Linked DNA regions of Zea mays: region 2 is linked to region 1. Evidence: chromatin contacts called from public Hi-C data. All regions are on one chromosome and are shown on one strand. Each heading gives the region's core, a stretch centred on a gene start, on an enhancer-like site or on the middle of the called end of the contact. The rest is flanking DNA. Distances are from core to core; before and after follow the strand shown. Region 1 has its middle 73 kb from the start of LOC541683. Region 2 holds the start of LOC541683 (terminal ear1).

What was found. A called contact is a pair of places that touch in the nucleus more often than the background predicts.
Region 2: a Hi-C map of tassel shows a contact between it and region 1, with 2.2 times the contacts expected there. The contact joins the promoter of LOC541683 here to the enhancer-like site in region 1. A contact is called at or near these places in 7 of 25 Hi-C or Micro-C datasets (ear, endosperm, leaf and 2 more) and 1 of 3 datasets of contacts at active chromatin or transcription factors (leaf).

Annotation. Positions count from the first base shown.
Region 1 is chr3:169,795,486-169,802,860 of Zm-B73-REFERENCE-NAM-5.0, reverse strand. No RefSeq gene overlaps it. Among protein-coding and RNA genes, the nearest start is that of LOC541683, 73 kb to the left of the region's middle. Within about 2 kb of position 2,535, at least 14 of the 20 cell types and tissues checked have an H3K27ac peak or open chromatin away from gene starts, as enhancers often do. A contact at or near this core is called in ear, leaf, seedling and 1 more, where this site is marked.
Region 2 is chr3:169,867,562-169,874,936 of Zm-B73-REFERENCE-NAM-5.0, reverse strand. It overlaps LOC541683 (terminal ear1), which reads left to right and starts at 3,064. Exons shown (of 6, transcript NM_001111433.1): 1 at 3,064-3,782; 2 at 3,886-4,054; 3 at 4,140-4,628; 4 at 4,733-4,855; 5 at 5,891-6,032; 6 at 6,151-6,933. The coding sequence starts at 3,083. The coding sequence ends at 6,498.

The DNA.
Region 1 (7,375 bases), core at 1,286-3,785:
ATGAACAACAAATTGCAAGTGAGTAGAGTGTGTTTCTCTAATCTCAAGAGGCATTCATATAGAGGTGCTAGCCAAGATTGACTAAAGGATCTATTTATAATCACCCAAAGAAATATAATTGTTGCCTCTTGTTAGGCTGAATTCGGAGGCACTAGACATGTTTGGTGCATCGGTTGTCCTTGCATCAAACACATTTGCAACGATTATAAACTAGTTGATTACATTATGAGATGTCCGTTGCACATATAGGACATACCACCTGACATGTTCAGTGAGTGTAGGACAATGTGCAATTTACATTATTTTTAAGTGTCATATCTGGCTTGGTATCTAGTGCCACAATAGACATGTATGATGCATTATACAACTAAAAATGGTGTTTAACATGCTCTATGAGTGTCATGTCTAGTGTGGTATCTGCTGCCACAACAAATACGGTCAATGTATTATAAAGCTAAAAAGTATGTTTGACATGATCTTTAAGTGTCATATCCGGTGGACCAACTCGTACCTCATTGTACATGTCCAGTGCATCATATTTGATGGACATCAGACACCATAGTGGTCGACTTAAAATTGTGCATGTACAAGTCGACTTGGCATCCGGTGCCATGTATAATGCTCTGACTAGACATATCAGGTGCCATCTAAAAAACTGCACCGAGAGCATTTTTTTTCAACTATTCTCAAGCGGGCTAAGCCTCAAATATTTTACCATACGTACTAGAGCATAATTAGCTTTTCAAAGTATTTTCATTAAACATTTCTATTTGTTATCATGTGTCGCTCAGGCCCATATGCAATGTATATGATTTCAACCCGTAGTGGCACTAGTGACCGAGTTGTCTAATTAGATCCTCATTTTAATAGTGCGACCATCTAACCTGAATCTGATAAGCATTCTGTTACATCTTGATAGGTAAAATAAAAAGGCCCTAACTTGAACCCTTGCATTTTGATTATACCCATCCTATTTCCCTGTTGAGCACTTGATCATGCTTTGTGGATATCATTATCATTTTCATGGTTGTCAATCTTGCTCAACCTTATATTAAACTATCTCATTCATAACACTAGAGCAAAAATTGGTCTACTAGTTATTTCTATTACCAAAACCATACTTAGAGATTTCATATGGCCTCTCGTAATTCTAGTTGTCGTAGTTTCAAGAATCCAGCGAACTAGCCAAACGATTCTTAATCATGAGAGAAACATTTTTTCTAGAAATCTGAATGTGAAACACGTCTCATAATATAGTTTTTCCTAATATCTCTTTCGATTTAGTTTCTTGTGCTCTAGAACTTTTTTACTCATCGTTCCGAGTTCTCATGTCAAAGCTAAAATCACAAATAATATGGGAAGCCAGAAGTATATAGAAAATATACTGTTATGCTTTTATGTAACATGTATCGTTAAATAACTCGATAGAATATATTTTCATAATAAATATAATACAAGTATTAATAATATGTTTTCTATAGTTTTAAGTAAAAAATAGCATGCTCCCTCTGTCTAAAATTAAATGTACATCTCGTACTTTGAGAGATCAATCAATCTTAAATTTAACTAAATTTATAAGAAACAATATTATTGTTTATAATTTTTTTAAATTGAGTTACTACAAGAATTATTTATATAATTATATGTGTTAGCTTTTTCAAGCATGTGAAATGTGTATTTATTTTGAGATGAAGAGATTATAATTATTGGGGGAGGCAGGTGATGCAATGCAAAGTACAATGCGCATAACCTTTCCAATGTGCATAGACAAGAGAAAGGGTGATCGAGAGAAAGGAGGATCCAATCAAGAGAGGTGCAGCTACCAGCTGCTGCAAGAAATGACGAACACCTATGGAGAATCGATAGAAAGGATGAACAGGAGGTAGCGGACGGAACGAGCGAGGCAAGGCTTCGCCGGGACACGACGGTCAAACGCAGTGTCAACGGTAGAGTCTCCGACCACAAGCAGCCACCAGAAGATCCCATCCGTGTCTCCCAACTTGTTTCTCGTAGTTCTCCCCTCTAGCTCGTCTCGATCGCCCAGCTGTGCTGATACTACAAGTAGAAGCAAAGCAAACGCGCATGCATGCATGCGATCACGCAGCACGTGGACTCTGACAGGCGGGAGCCGCGTGAAGGAGGGCCCGCGCATCAGGACGGCCGCACTGCTGCACTGTCGTCTACCTCCCGTCTCCCGACGTGTGTTCCAACGGTGGAGAGGCAGTGTCTGTGCTTGTAGAGAGAGAGGATCGAGCTTGGCTGGCATGGAGGAGAGCGAGGGTGCAGGCTATTACCCGGTTAGAAGGGAGCTCCGGCCATGCAAAAGGGTGATGCGTGTGCGGGACGAGGCGACTGTGAGCGGCATGCAGGAAATAATTAAAAATACTCCAGAGGTCAATAAAAGAGGAGAGAGGTGATTGCGAACACGAATTACGAAGCGGAGGTGGGAGAGAGAAGGCAGGAGCATCAGAGCATGGCGGGAGGAGAGAAGAGGTGGCAACAGCAGTGCGAGCCACGTAGGACAGCAGCCACCAATGACATGGCGGTCCGCGCCGTTGACTGCCTCCGTACGACCTGCAGGAAGCCCCTCGGTGATGGCCACCTAGAAAGAGGGCTGCCTCACTGGACGCACACCTGTCAGAACTGAGAAGTGGCCCCATGCACCCACTACCTCTGATCAGGGCACCGGGTCAGTGGGTCCTTGTTTGATTGACCGTTTTAGTTTATATTTATAAAGAGTGATAGAAGAATGTGCCCACTGTTTTTATAATGTTTGATAATAGTTACGTCACTTACGTGTAAGCGTCAGAGTAATTTTTTTGGCGGTGTGATCTAAAAATCGAGAGCACGGTGTCATCTCCGCCTCATCCTACTTTGACCTCAAACGAAAAACATCTTTAGTGTGGTGGTGTGCCATATTTACCGGCTGCAAATAAAGTCGATTAGTTTTCAACTGCACTGCGAATAGGGCTGGAAAAAAGTCAGGGCTCGCGTGCTGAATCGAGCTTGATAGGATCGGAGCCTGATCGAGCCCGAGCCGAGCCTATTTTTGTGGCTCGCTCAAACAACAAGCTGAGTCGAAATGAGTCTGAGTCGGCCTATTGATACGGTGTTATGTTTTACAGAAACATTATTGGGTAAAGAAGAGTAATCAAGGGCACAACTTGCCTTCAACGAGCTCCTACTCAGTATTTTTCACCTGCTATGCTTCGGGCTCCTCGGTCACTTGCCCGTCTACTCGCAACAATATAAACAAGCAATGTGCATAGGAGAAATTAAGATCACATAAAACATGAGAACAACTGCGTAATAATGTTCTACGTGTTTCTACGAGATCGTAGGTTCGAGAACGACTAAAATCGAAGTTACAATGACAGAGTTATAGATTAAAACACTATTTTCAAGCGCAATAAATCTAATAGATATAGGTCATACAATATCTAAATATAAAGATATGTGATAAGGTATAAATTATGTTGTTACTGTGTAGCCAATATTCTTATAAAGCTAACGCAATTGGAACGGAAGCAAACAGAGTTAAAACACCCAAGTTATGAATTAACTAAGTTTTAAAGTTGTGTTTGTACTCGCAAATCAATTTTAGAACAAATTATATGATTATTTATTAATTCCTAGACCACAGGTACGATTGTCTAAGAGCACAGGGTTAGTCTTACAAAAACTTGGGCCCGCTGGCAAGCTTCTTAGGCTTTAGGTGGACTGCGGGTTGATTTCTAAAATAGGCAGAGACTCTTTAGTAAATTGTACTAGACAAAGCGGTATGGGAAATTTCTAGCCGTCGGATCATCAGCCAGAGGTCAGGATTAAACTTGCCCTCTCCCGAATCGGTACGCAATATAGGCCCTACGATCACAGATCGACATCCATGATTCGTAATACCGGAATTTAATCTTACACGTACACTCGTCGATCAATGACCGAAATAGCCCCGGACTGAACCGGTACCCTCTTCTAATCCGAGCCATTTAATCAATATCGGACGATAACTGTACGTCTTCCTCGCTTGGTCACCCAAAGCGGCGACGCCCAATGGCCCCCTAGCGGCGATCACGCCGGCGGCAACCGACCTGGGCATCAAAGTTGCACTAGAGGGACTATCGGCTCTATGCCCTGCCCTCACATGTCCAACTTCATTCATGACCACACACGACACCGAATAGCGTACCCACACCCGACCACGACAAGTAATTGCGCCGCTGCACAACCCAACTCCGGTGAGAAATCTTGAGTGCCCTACGCCCCAACCCGAGCCAAAACTCGACAATAATGGTGGTGGGAACGAGATGCTCGCGATGCGGGAATTCTTACCGACACTGAAGTGGTGAGGCCGCTGGTCCACGGCACGACGCGGTCGGTCGAGCTCGCCTTACTCCGATGAAGGATTCTTGGTCTCCTCGGTACTCCCCTCAAGCCCCAACGACCGTGATCAACTTCGAGTACCCCTGAGATGCTCCCTAGCTATGCGCTCAATGTCGCGCAACGACAAGTCGTCGGTCGGTTTACGACGACGAGCACCGGTTCTCTGCCTCCACTCTCGCTCATGATGATAACAGGGTTTATGTGACGCTTAGCGATTAAGATGGATGGTTGGGCGAGAGGAGCCCGGGTTATAGGTCCATGCACGGGGAAAGGGGAGGGTGTTGTTACGCCTGTTGGAACTTGCTCTCCTGGGCAAATTGATCCAACGGGAAAGTGGAAAGAGTGTTTGCAAATTTTGACGTGGGATGGCAATAGCTCAATTAATCTGGCCTCTCAAGGGCACTGTACGGGGGTATTTATAGGCACTCGAGTGACTACCCGTCCCTTGTCAAAGACGTTTATGCCCTCGAGTACCCGGTCTATCCCCATAATATTCTCATGAGAGAAGGTTACAGACTGTCATTACAGAAAAGGCTATTACAGGCGCGGCCCGTAATACGCTTATCCGCGCGGGGCCCGTTGCAGTGGGCCGAATCCCACCTGGGCCTCACGATGCAGTGAGGACGTGGGACTAGTAGACTTCGACAGAGCCTTCGTCTTGCAACAGAGAGGACGAAGGGGGACCGCGCCGGTCTTCATCCAAACGACGCCTTCGGCTTGCTCGGGCATGCTTTGTGGATGTGGTCTTCGTTGGTGTAGCGTGGCGACGAAGACATCGAGCGAAGGGTAGCACGTTCGCCTTCGCCCCAACATTTGCCCTCCGAGGGACCAATTCAACTAAGTCATCTGGTGCTGAAGACGTCGCTAGATGGTGGAGACGCTGCCCTCGCTCGAAGTGGTTCCGAGGTGGTTTTTGAAATGTGACCGTTGAAAGGTAAATAGGGTCAAACCTTTTCCTAAATGATTTTGGTGGTTGAAATGCCCAACACAAATAATTGGACTAACTAGTTTGCTCTAGATTATATATTCTACAGGTGCCAAAGGTTCAACATAAACCAATAAAAAGATCTAAGTTAGGGTTCAAAAGAAAGGAGTAAAAAAAACCAAAGAGAACCCTGGTCTGTCTGGTGTGCCACCGGACAGTGTCCGGTGCCCTAGGGTCCATACAGGCTGAACTTCTCACCTTCAGGTTTCTGGACAGTTGCTCCGCTATAATTCACGGGACTGTCTGGTGGGTCACCGGACTGTCCGGCGTGCCAGCGGAGCAACGACTCCAGCGCAACGGCCGATTCCAACGGACACCTACAAAAGCGCTACAGTGTGCGGACAGTTCGCGCAGAGTCAGAGCAGCGCCATAAGGCGCACCGGACAGTGAACAGTGCCTGTTCGACGCCTCAAGCTGTCAGAGCTCCAACGGTCAAAACCGTCAGAACCCTAACGGTTGGGTGACGTGGCTGGCGCACTAGACAGTGTCCGGTGGCGCACCGGACTGTTCGGTGCGCCCATCGACAGACAACCTCCCCAACGGTTGGTTTGGTGGTTGGGGCTATAAATACCCCCCAACCACCACCACTTTAAGAATCCAAGTTTTTAGCATATTGCATTCAATACAAGAGCTCTAGACTTCACTCCAAGACACAAACAAGAGATCAAATCCTCTCCAAAGTCCAAAACCACTCCAAACACTTAGTGACTTGTGAGAGAGAGATTTTCATGTTCATTTGAGTTCTTGTCGCTTGGATCGCTTTCTTCTTCCTCTTTCTTGTTCTCAAGACACTTGTAATCAAAGCAAGAGACACCAAGTTGTGGTGGTCCTTGTGAGGGGTCTAAGTGACCCGTTTGATTAAGGAGAAAGCTCACTCTGTCTAGGTGACCGATTGAGAGAGGGAAAGGGTTGTCTTTGTGACCACCTCAACGGGGACTAGGTTTGCAAGAACCGAACCTCGGTAAAACAAATCACCGTGTCATCCGCTTCATTTGCCTTGATTTGTTTTTCACCCTCTCTTTCGGACTCGGTTTTATTTCTAACGCTAACCCCGGCTTGTAGTTGTGCTTAAAGTTTGTATATTTCAGTTTCCACCTATTCATCCCCCCTCTAGGCGACTTTCAATTGGTATCAGAGCCTGGTACTTCATTAGAGTCTAACAACTCGAAGTGATGTCGGGAGTATCCGCCAAGAGGGAGATGGAAACGACCACAAGCCACGGGAAGGCTCCATCGAAGGAGTCCGGCACCAAAGGAAGGGAGGAATCACCTCCCCGCGTCAAGTCGCACCGGAGTGGCGACAAGAAGAAGAAGATGAAGAAAGTGGTCTACTACGAGACCGACTCTTCGTCGCCCTCCACCTCCGGCTCCGACGCTTCGTCCGTCACTTCTAAGCGCCATGAGCGCAAGAAGTTTAGTAAGATCCCCTTACGCTATCCCCACATTTACAAACGCACTCCTTTACTTTCCGTCCCATTAGGCAAACCACCGGTTTTTGATGGTGAAGATTATTGTATGTGGAGTGATAAAATGAGGCATCATCTAACCTCACTCCACGCTAGCATTTGGGACATTGTTGAGTTTGGAGCGCAGGTACCATCTGTGGGGGATGAAGGCTATGACTCGGACGAGGTCGCACAAATCTGGCATTTTGACTCCCAAGCCACCACTATACTCCTCGCCTCTCTATGTCGAGAGGAGTATAATAAGGTGCAAAGGCTAAAAAGTGCCAAGGAGATTTGGGATGTGCTAAAGACCGCGCATGAAGGGGATGAGGTGACCAAGATCACCAAGTGGGAGACGATCAAGGGGGAGCTCGGTCAATTCATCCTCAACCAAGGAGAGGAGCCATAAGCCATGTACAACCGGCTTAAGACCTTGGTCAACCAAGTGCGCAACCTCGGGAGCACAAAATGGGATTACCATGAAATGGTCAAGGTTATTCTTAGATCACTCGTATTTCGTAATCCTACTCAAGTTCAATTAATATGTGGTGATCCTAGATATAAGC
Region 2 (7,375 bases), core at 1,815-4,314, 72 kb before region 1:
GGGTCTCTTTCAACCCTTTCCCTCTCTCAAACGGTCACCTAGACCGAGTGAGCTTTTCTCCTTAATCAACGGGTCACTTAGACCCCTTACAAGGACCACCACAACTTGGTGTCTCTTGAGTTTATTACAAGTTGCTTGAGAACAAGAATGGAGGAAGAAGAAAAGCGATCCAAGCGACAAGAACTCAAATGAACACAAATATCTCTCTCTCACTAGTTACTAAATGTTTGGAGTGATTGTGGACTTGGGAGAGGATTTGATCTCTTGTTTGTGTCTTGGAGTGAAGTCTAGAGCTCTTGTATTGAATGCAATGGCTGAAAACTTGGATGCCTTGAAGTGGTGGTGGTTGGGGGTATTTATAGCCCCAACCACCAAAATGGCCGTTGGGGAGGCTGTCTGTCGATGGGCGCACCGGACAGTCCGGTGCGCCACCGGACACTGTCTGGTGCGCCAGCCACGTCACCCAACCGTTAGGGTTCTGACGGTTTCGACCGTTGGAGCTCTGACAGCTGGGACCACCAGACAGTCCGGTGGTGCACCAGACAGTCACTGTTCACTGTCCGGTGCGCCTTCTGGCGCTGCTCTGACTCTGCGCGCGCTGTCCGCGCATTGTCCACGTTCACTGTTCACTTTTGCAGACGACCGTTGGCGCAGTAGCCGTTGCTCCGCATGGCACACTAGAGAGTCCGGTGCTACACCGGACAGTCCAGTGAATTATAGCAGAGTGGCTCTCCAAAAACCTGAAGCTGAGCAGTTCAGAGTTGATCTCCCTGGTGCACCGGACACTGTCCGGTGGTGCACCGGATAGTCCGGTGCGCCAGACCAGGGCAACCTTCGGTTTCTTTTGCTCCTTTCTTTTTGAACCCTATCTTGGACTTTTTATTAGTTTGTGTTTGAACCTTTGGCACCTGTAGAACTTATAATCTAGAGCAAACTAGTTAGTCCAATTATTTGTGTTGGGCAATTCAACCACCAAAATCATTTAGGAAAAGGTTTTACCCTATTTCCCTTTCATGCATGTCTTGGTAATTCATTAAAAATGGGACCGGTCGCCGTTGGCCCGGACGGTCCGTGCTCATGTGCGGATGGTCCGGACATGCGTAGATCGACGAATTTATCACCGATGTGTGGAGGAGGTTGCGGTTGCCCAGGGCATGTGTCTATCGACATCCCATAAAGGGGTTATAACTGGTCGTGACAACCTGTAGCCGATGAATTACACGTGTTTTCCCCAAATTCATCCTCGCGCGAAGGAAAATTTGCAACAGTAGATTTATCAAACGCACGTACTAGCCTCCTATAATCATTTTGCATACCCCCTATGATATTTTGCATTTGTTCTCGCTGTTCATCTACATAATTTTTAAGAGATTATAGCTCGTTTGTGTTGCTTACCTCGGGGTAGTCGTGGTAGGTCGAAGTGAAGTCAGATCCGTCGCCAGTTGTCGAACGACCTTGTTATTCCTGTCCACCTTGAAGTTGGCCAGGAACTTTGCCTTTGCCTCTTGGATCAGCTGCTCCTTGTGCTCCTCGAACTGGAGCTGTTCGTCAGCCGGCAAGGTTTCCCAAGTCGACTCTATGATATTGCTGGGGGAGACTTCAGAACTATCCCTTGAATCGGCCATTGAGGGCCGATTTGATGGGTCTATATGTGTCGTCCCCAGCGGGGTCACCAAAAAGTGTGTTGGCGCTTTTTCTGAGTGCCAATCACTGCGTGAGAACCGGCGGCGGTGCTCACTGCACAGGCGCGGACGGTCCGCGGCCAGGGGCCGGACGGTCTGCGACCTGGCGCAGGGCTTAGGGTTTCCTGCTTGACGGTCGGACGATCCGCGCCTATAGGCCGGACGGTCCGCACGTGTGCAGGGGCAGCGAAGGTCGTCGGTGGCGCCTGGATCTCGCTCCCGGGAGGGACCCCGTCGGGGAGGAGAGATCCTAGGTGTTGTCTAGGCTTGGCAGGCCGACCTAGACTCCTATCGATATAGAGTCGAAGAGAAGCGGAGAATTTGGGGATTGGAAGGCTAAACTAGAACTACTCCTAAATATACAAGAAATAAATACGAGATAAACTGGTATTGATTCGATTGATGGTGTTTAATCGGTCGTATTCCTCTGTATTTATAGAGGAGGGGGGCTGGACCCGTTACAAACATATTTTTCGAGCTAATTCTGTGAATCTAGCCAACAACTATAGCAAGAAACTCAGAATTCTAACTGGTTCTGCGCGCGCAAACCGTCCGACCCTTTATTTGATGCTCACCAGAACCCTGTCTTACCAATGTATTGAAATTGATTTATGGTGAAGATAGAAATCTAAAGTTGTAATTCTTAAAATAAAGCACTCCTAAACAGAACATTAATCTTTATAATTGATATTCGAATATTTTAGTCCGGTAACCGAACGCCCAGTAATTTGAAGAATATGGTCTTTATTTGTAGCCGGCGGCATCTCGAAAAGCTAGATCTAACTCCGAAAACAAACACGCAAAATCTACCGGAAAAATCTCCCCAGCAAAGAAGCAGACGTGGGGCCTGTCATGTACGCACGGGGCATGACTCGTGCAAGAGCAACAAGTGCTGTCGTTGCAGAGGATCCGAGCTAAAACAATCCAGCACACGGCCACTCTCGTCTCTCCTCTTCCTCCTCTTCCCTCCGTACCGCCCGCCCTTCACCTCCTCGACTCTTCTCCACCGCCCCCTCCCTCCTCGCGTCTCTCTCCCCCTTTGTCCCTGTAGAGCTCCAAATAAAACCCCACCGGTTTTCTTTTCCCGCGGCAATTACCATAAAAAGAGCTCCCAATCTCTCTCCTCTCTCCGGCCCCTCTCTCTCGTTTCTGGCAGCAGTGGTGCGGTACTACCACCGCTCTCACTCCACACACACACACCGAGTATACGGCTAAGCAGGAGAGAGAACGGGAGAGTGAGACTGAGACGGGGTCCCAAGTACAATTCTCGCCTGGTTCTTGATCGAAGGCATGATCAAGAATCACCAGAAAGTTCTAGATCTTTAGACGGCAGTCTTCCTTGGACTCCTCGGTTTCTTTTGTTCTGAGCTCTAGCCATGGAGGGTGGGGGAGGGAGTGGAATGGGTGGGTTCCCGGAAGCCACGGGTAACCTTCTCGATGCCGCAGCTCAGGAGTTCCACCCTACGGTCTGTGCCCCCTATCCTCTACAGCCGCTTCCGCAACAGCTATACTGCCCCCACCCATATCCAGCCATGCCGGTGCCTCCGCCGCCGCAAATAGCCATGTTACAGCCAGTGCCTCCGATGGCGATGGCCATGGCGCCGCAGCCGGGGTACACCTTGCCAACGACGACGCCGGTGGTCAATGGCCCGTCGAGCCGCGTCGTGGTGCTGGGCCTTGTCCCGCCGCACGCGCAGGAGGCCGACGTGGCGCAGGCGATGGCGCCATTCGGCGCGATCCGCTCGGTCGACGCGTGCGCGGTGGCGTCCGAGGGCGTGGCCACCGTCCATTTCTTCGACATCCGCGCCGCCGAGCTCGCCTTGACCTGTGTCCGCGAGCAGCACATGCGCCAGCAGAGCCGCCTCGGGCAGCTCTACGCGGCGGCCGCCGTAGCCCCGGCGTGGGCTCCTGCACCGACGCCCCAGGCCTGGGACTGGCCCCACCCCAACGACGACGGCCGCGGCCTCGTCCTCGGGCACGCCGTGTGGGCCCACTTCGCCACCGGCGCCGACGACGGCGACAACCGCGGCTCCCTGGTGGTCCTGAGCCCCCTGCCCGGCGTCTCGGTCGCTGACCTCCGCCAAGTCTTCCAGGCCTTCGGTACGCGCCACCGACCGAGCCGACCAACCAGGCATTTCGTTTTCCCACGCTCGTTTCTTGTGTTTCCCGCAGCAATTGTATTGGCCCGTCCTCGTGTTCGCAGGGGACTTGAAGGATGTGAGGGAGTCGGCGCAGCGGCCCAGCCACAAGTTCGTGGACTTCTTCGACACGCGCGACGCCGCGCGCGCGCTCGCCGAGCTCAACGGCCAGGAGCTTTTCGGCCGCCGCCTCGTCGTCGAGTTCACGCGCCCTTCCGGCCCCGGGCCCCGCAGGTAAACAACAACGCAATTTCAGTCAGCTAGCCTTCCCATCACCCTGTGGGCGGCTGAATTTTTGCCGTGTGCCTGTCGGTCCTAGGCGCGGGTACGCACCCCACCAGCACCGGCCCACCGCGCCGACTCCGCCGAGGCTTCAAGCGACGTGGCGACCGTCCCAACCGACGTCGTCTCAGCCGCCGGCATCCTCGTCGTCGTCCGGTTCCGTAAGGGCGAGGGAAGGAGTGGTGCTTCTGAGGAGGAGCTCCTGTAAGTCTAGCGCGGGCAGCGACCAGTCGTCCAAGGGAGGCAATGCCGGAACGAGCCATGAGCGCAAGACCAAGGGCGGCAAGATCGTGGTGGCGGCGGCGGCGGCATCCTCGTCGACCCCGACAGCGTCCGGGAAGCAAACCCAGAAAGGCGTCGGGAGCAGCGGCGGCGGGAGCTGGAAAGGACGAAAGAGCGGGTGGGAGGCGCGCTTCCTGTTCAAGGAGCCCGAGGCCGGCGGCGGCGCCGACACGCAAGCAACGCCGGCTTCGGAGATGGATACGAGGACCACCGTCATGATCAGGAACATACCGAACAAGTACAGGTATCCCTGCCAATCTCCACGTTTGTTGCAACAATGCTATATTTCATGGGCGACGCACAGAATTGCGATTCTGCTAGCTGATGCCCGAGGCGTTTGGGTCGCAGCCAGAAGCTGCTGCTCAACATGCTGGACAACCACTGCATCCAATCCAACGAGTGGATCGTGGCGAGCGGCGAGGAGCAGCCCTTCTCCGCCTACGATTTCGTCTACCTCCCCATAGATTTCAAGTGAGTTGCGCGCTCGGCTTCCTTCTCACATAATTGCATTTAGCTGTTCGCATTGACTTATATTTTATGGTGCCCAATGCAAGAACACACACAAGCTTCCCAGCCTGAATTCGGTTGTTTTCCTGGGAATTTGTTGCCTTGAATAATGGTTGGAGTGGGAAATGTGGGCGGGGGGGTGGGAGGCGAGGAGCTGGCTGTGGAAGCGTGAGCTTCAGGATCGAGGTATCTTATCTTTGGGTGGGTAGAGTACAGTGCAGCAGGCATAGATGGGCTATGGCGTTACTAGCCCAAATGGAAATAAATTTGGCAGCGGCAAGCAAGACCATGCCAGATCCTTCTCGTTTTGATGCCCCCCCATGGATTCTTTGGTTGCATGCGCGCATCTGCTGGCTGCTGCTGCCGCTGCCGATGGCGAGGGAGCCGGCCTGCCTTCCTTTCTCGCGGCTGCTGCCGCCCCTGGGATCGCCTCCCTGCCTGCCTTTCTTGCTTTGCACAGCCGTGCACTTCCATAACGAGGCCAACACATACAAAAGGTGCGGCACCGATGGGGTTGTAGTGTTGAGACTAGACAGTAGAGATAGACGCTTAGCTATGGAGATGGAGCTGTGAAAAAAAAAGAGTTGCATGAGTATGAAAAGGGGGAAAAAGTCAGCACTTTCGTTCTAAAGAGAAAATTTGAACTTCAGATCAAAGTAGTTTTCTATATGCAAACAAAATGTATGCTTTCAAGTTTGCTTATTTAAAGCACTTGCTTTTATATATACCGCCGGCAGCTTTTCTCTTGCACGAAGCAAGTTTGAGAAAAGACCTATCAATGCCCAATGACGAGAGGACATTAGTGGCTGTCAAAAGGCATGCAGCTTCAAACATACTCATGTGTAAAGCAGCTGCAGCATAATGCCAAAGTTTTTTTTTGATTGCAAGTCTTTTTAGTTATTGTTCCTCCATGCCATTACCATTCTGAATTTCTTGCCCTTGCATGAAATGAGAATTTTTCTTCCTTATGCAAAAATGAAAAAAAACAAAAAAATGCAGCAACAAGTGTAATGTGGGCTACGGCTTCGTCAACCTGACATCGCCGGAGGCTGCCGTGCGGCTGTACAAGGCGTTCCACAAGCAGCCATGGGAGGTGTACAACTCGCGCAAGATCTGCCAAGTGACATACGCGCGCGTACAAGTACGTACTCCACTCCTGCAGCTGCCCTTCTCCTACATCTACATCCGTCGAAGACATTTTAATGCTACGTACGTACTTATTGCTCACATGTCAATGTTACAATTGTGCGGCGGCGCAGGGCCTGGAAGCGCTGAAGGAGCACTTCAAGAACTCCAAGTTCCCGTGCGACAGCGACGAGTACCTGCCCGTGGCGTTCTCGCCGGCGCGCGACGGCAAGGAGCTTACGGATCCAGTGCCCATCGTGGGCCGCTCGCCCGCGGCGTCGTCCGCGTCGTCGCCTCCCAAGAGCCGGGCGGCTAGCGTGGACCGGCTTGGGCAGGAGCTGATGCCGGCGCCGTCGTCATCCGCGGACGGCGCGTCGTCGACCACTACGTCCACCCACGCGCCGTCCGAACACGACGAGGAGGAGGAGGAGGGAGACATCAGGCTCGCAGGCGAGCTGCGGCGGCTTGGCTACGACGACTAGCTGGCTCCGATCCTAGCTGCAGCTAGGCGGGCGACGCCTAGCTCAGCAACGATCGGCATGGCGTGGCGTCGCTTCGAGAAGCGCGGAGGCAGTAGTGACTTCGGCCAAGCTTTTCACAGATCCGTAGCGCTCGCTCCTGCACGCGCAGGCGAAGCAAGTGAAGTGGACTGGGACTTGACTTTGGAGAAGCAAAAGTGAGCTGATGTTCGTTGGTTCGTAGACGCTGCGCACAGCAGGTGTGGAGTCGTGTTCTTTTGGATTTTGGTTTGAAGTTTCCTACTACTTGTTTCTTTGAAACTTGGAGCTATAGCTAGCTTAGGCTTAGCTAGGACTGCTGGGAGGGGAAAGGGCATGCAGGGGACTATCAATTCGTGGTTCGTCATGCGCTCGTTCTTTACATTAAAATAAGATTGTTATTAGTACAGCTTTACAATACTTCTGCATATTCGGAGAGAGACTCTGATCTCATATCATCACGAGTTGCTAGATTTCGTCGGATCTCTTCGATTGATGCGAACCAACAGATCTTTCTCTATCGCTGCACGGCTCCACCGCGCTATCTTTGCAGACTCACACTGTCCTCTCCTTTGTAGACTCTAGTCTTCTCATCCTTCTATTTTTCTCAATTTACATTCTATTTGTTCAATTTACATTTAGTAGCCCATCGATCTGTGCTCACTCGTGCTAAAAAACAAAGATGTAAGCGTTGCGTAATATTTAGACAGTACAAGCATATATCTAGAAAATTCAAATTATCTTGTGATTTGAAATGGAAAACTGTCTCACTAATAAAAAGATATTTGTATCAAATATATATTTTATATTTTTATTTATTTCCTAACATAATAGATATAATAGGTACTATATAGTTTATATC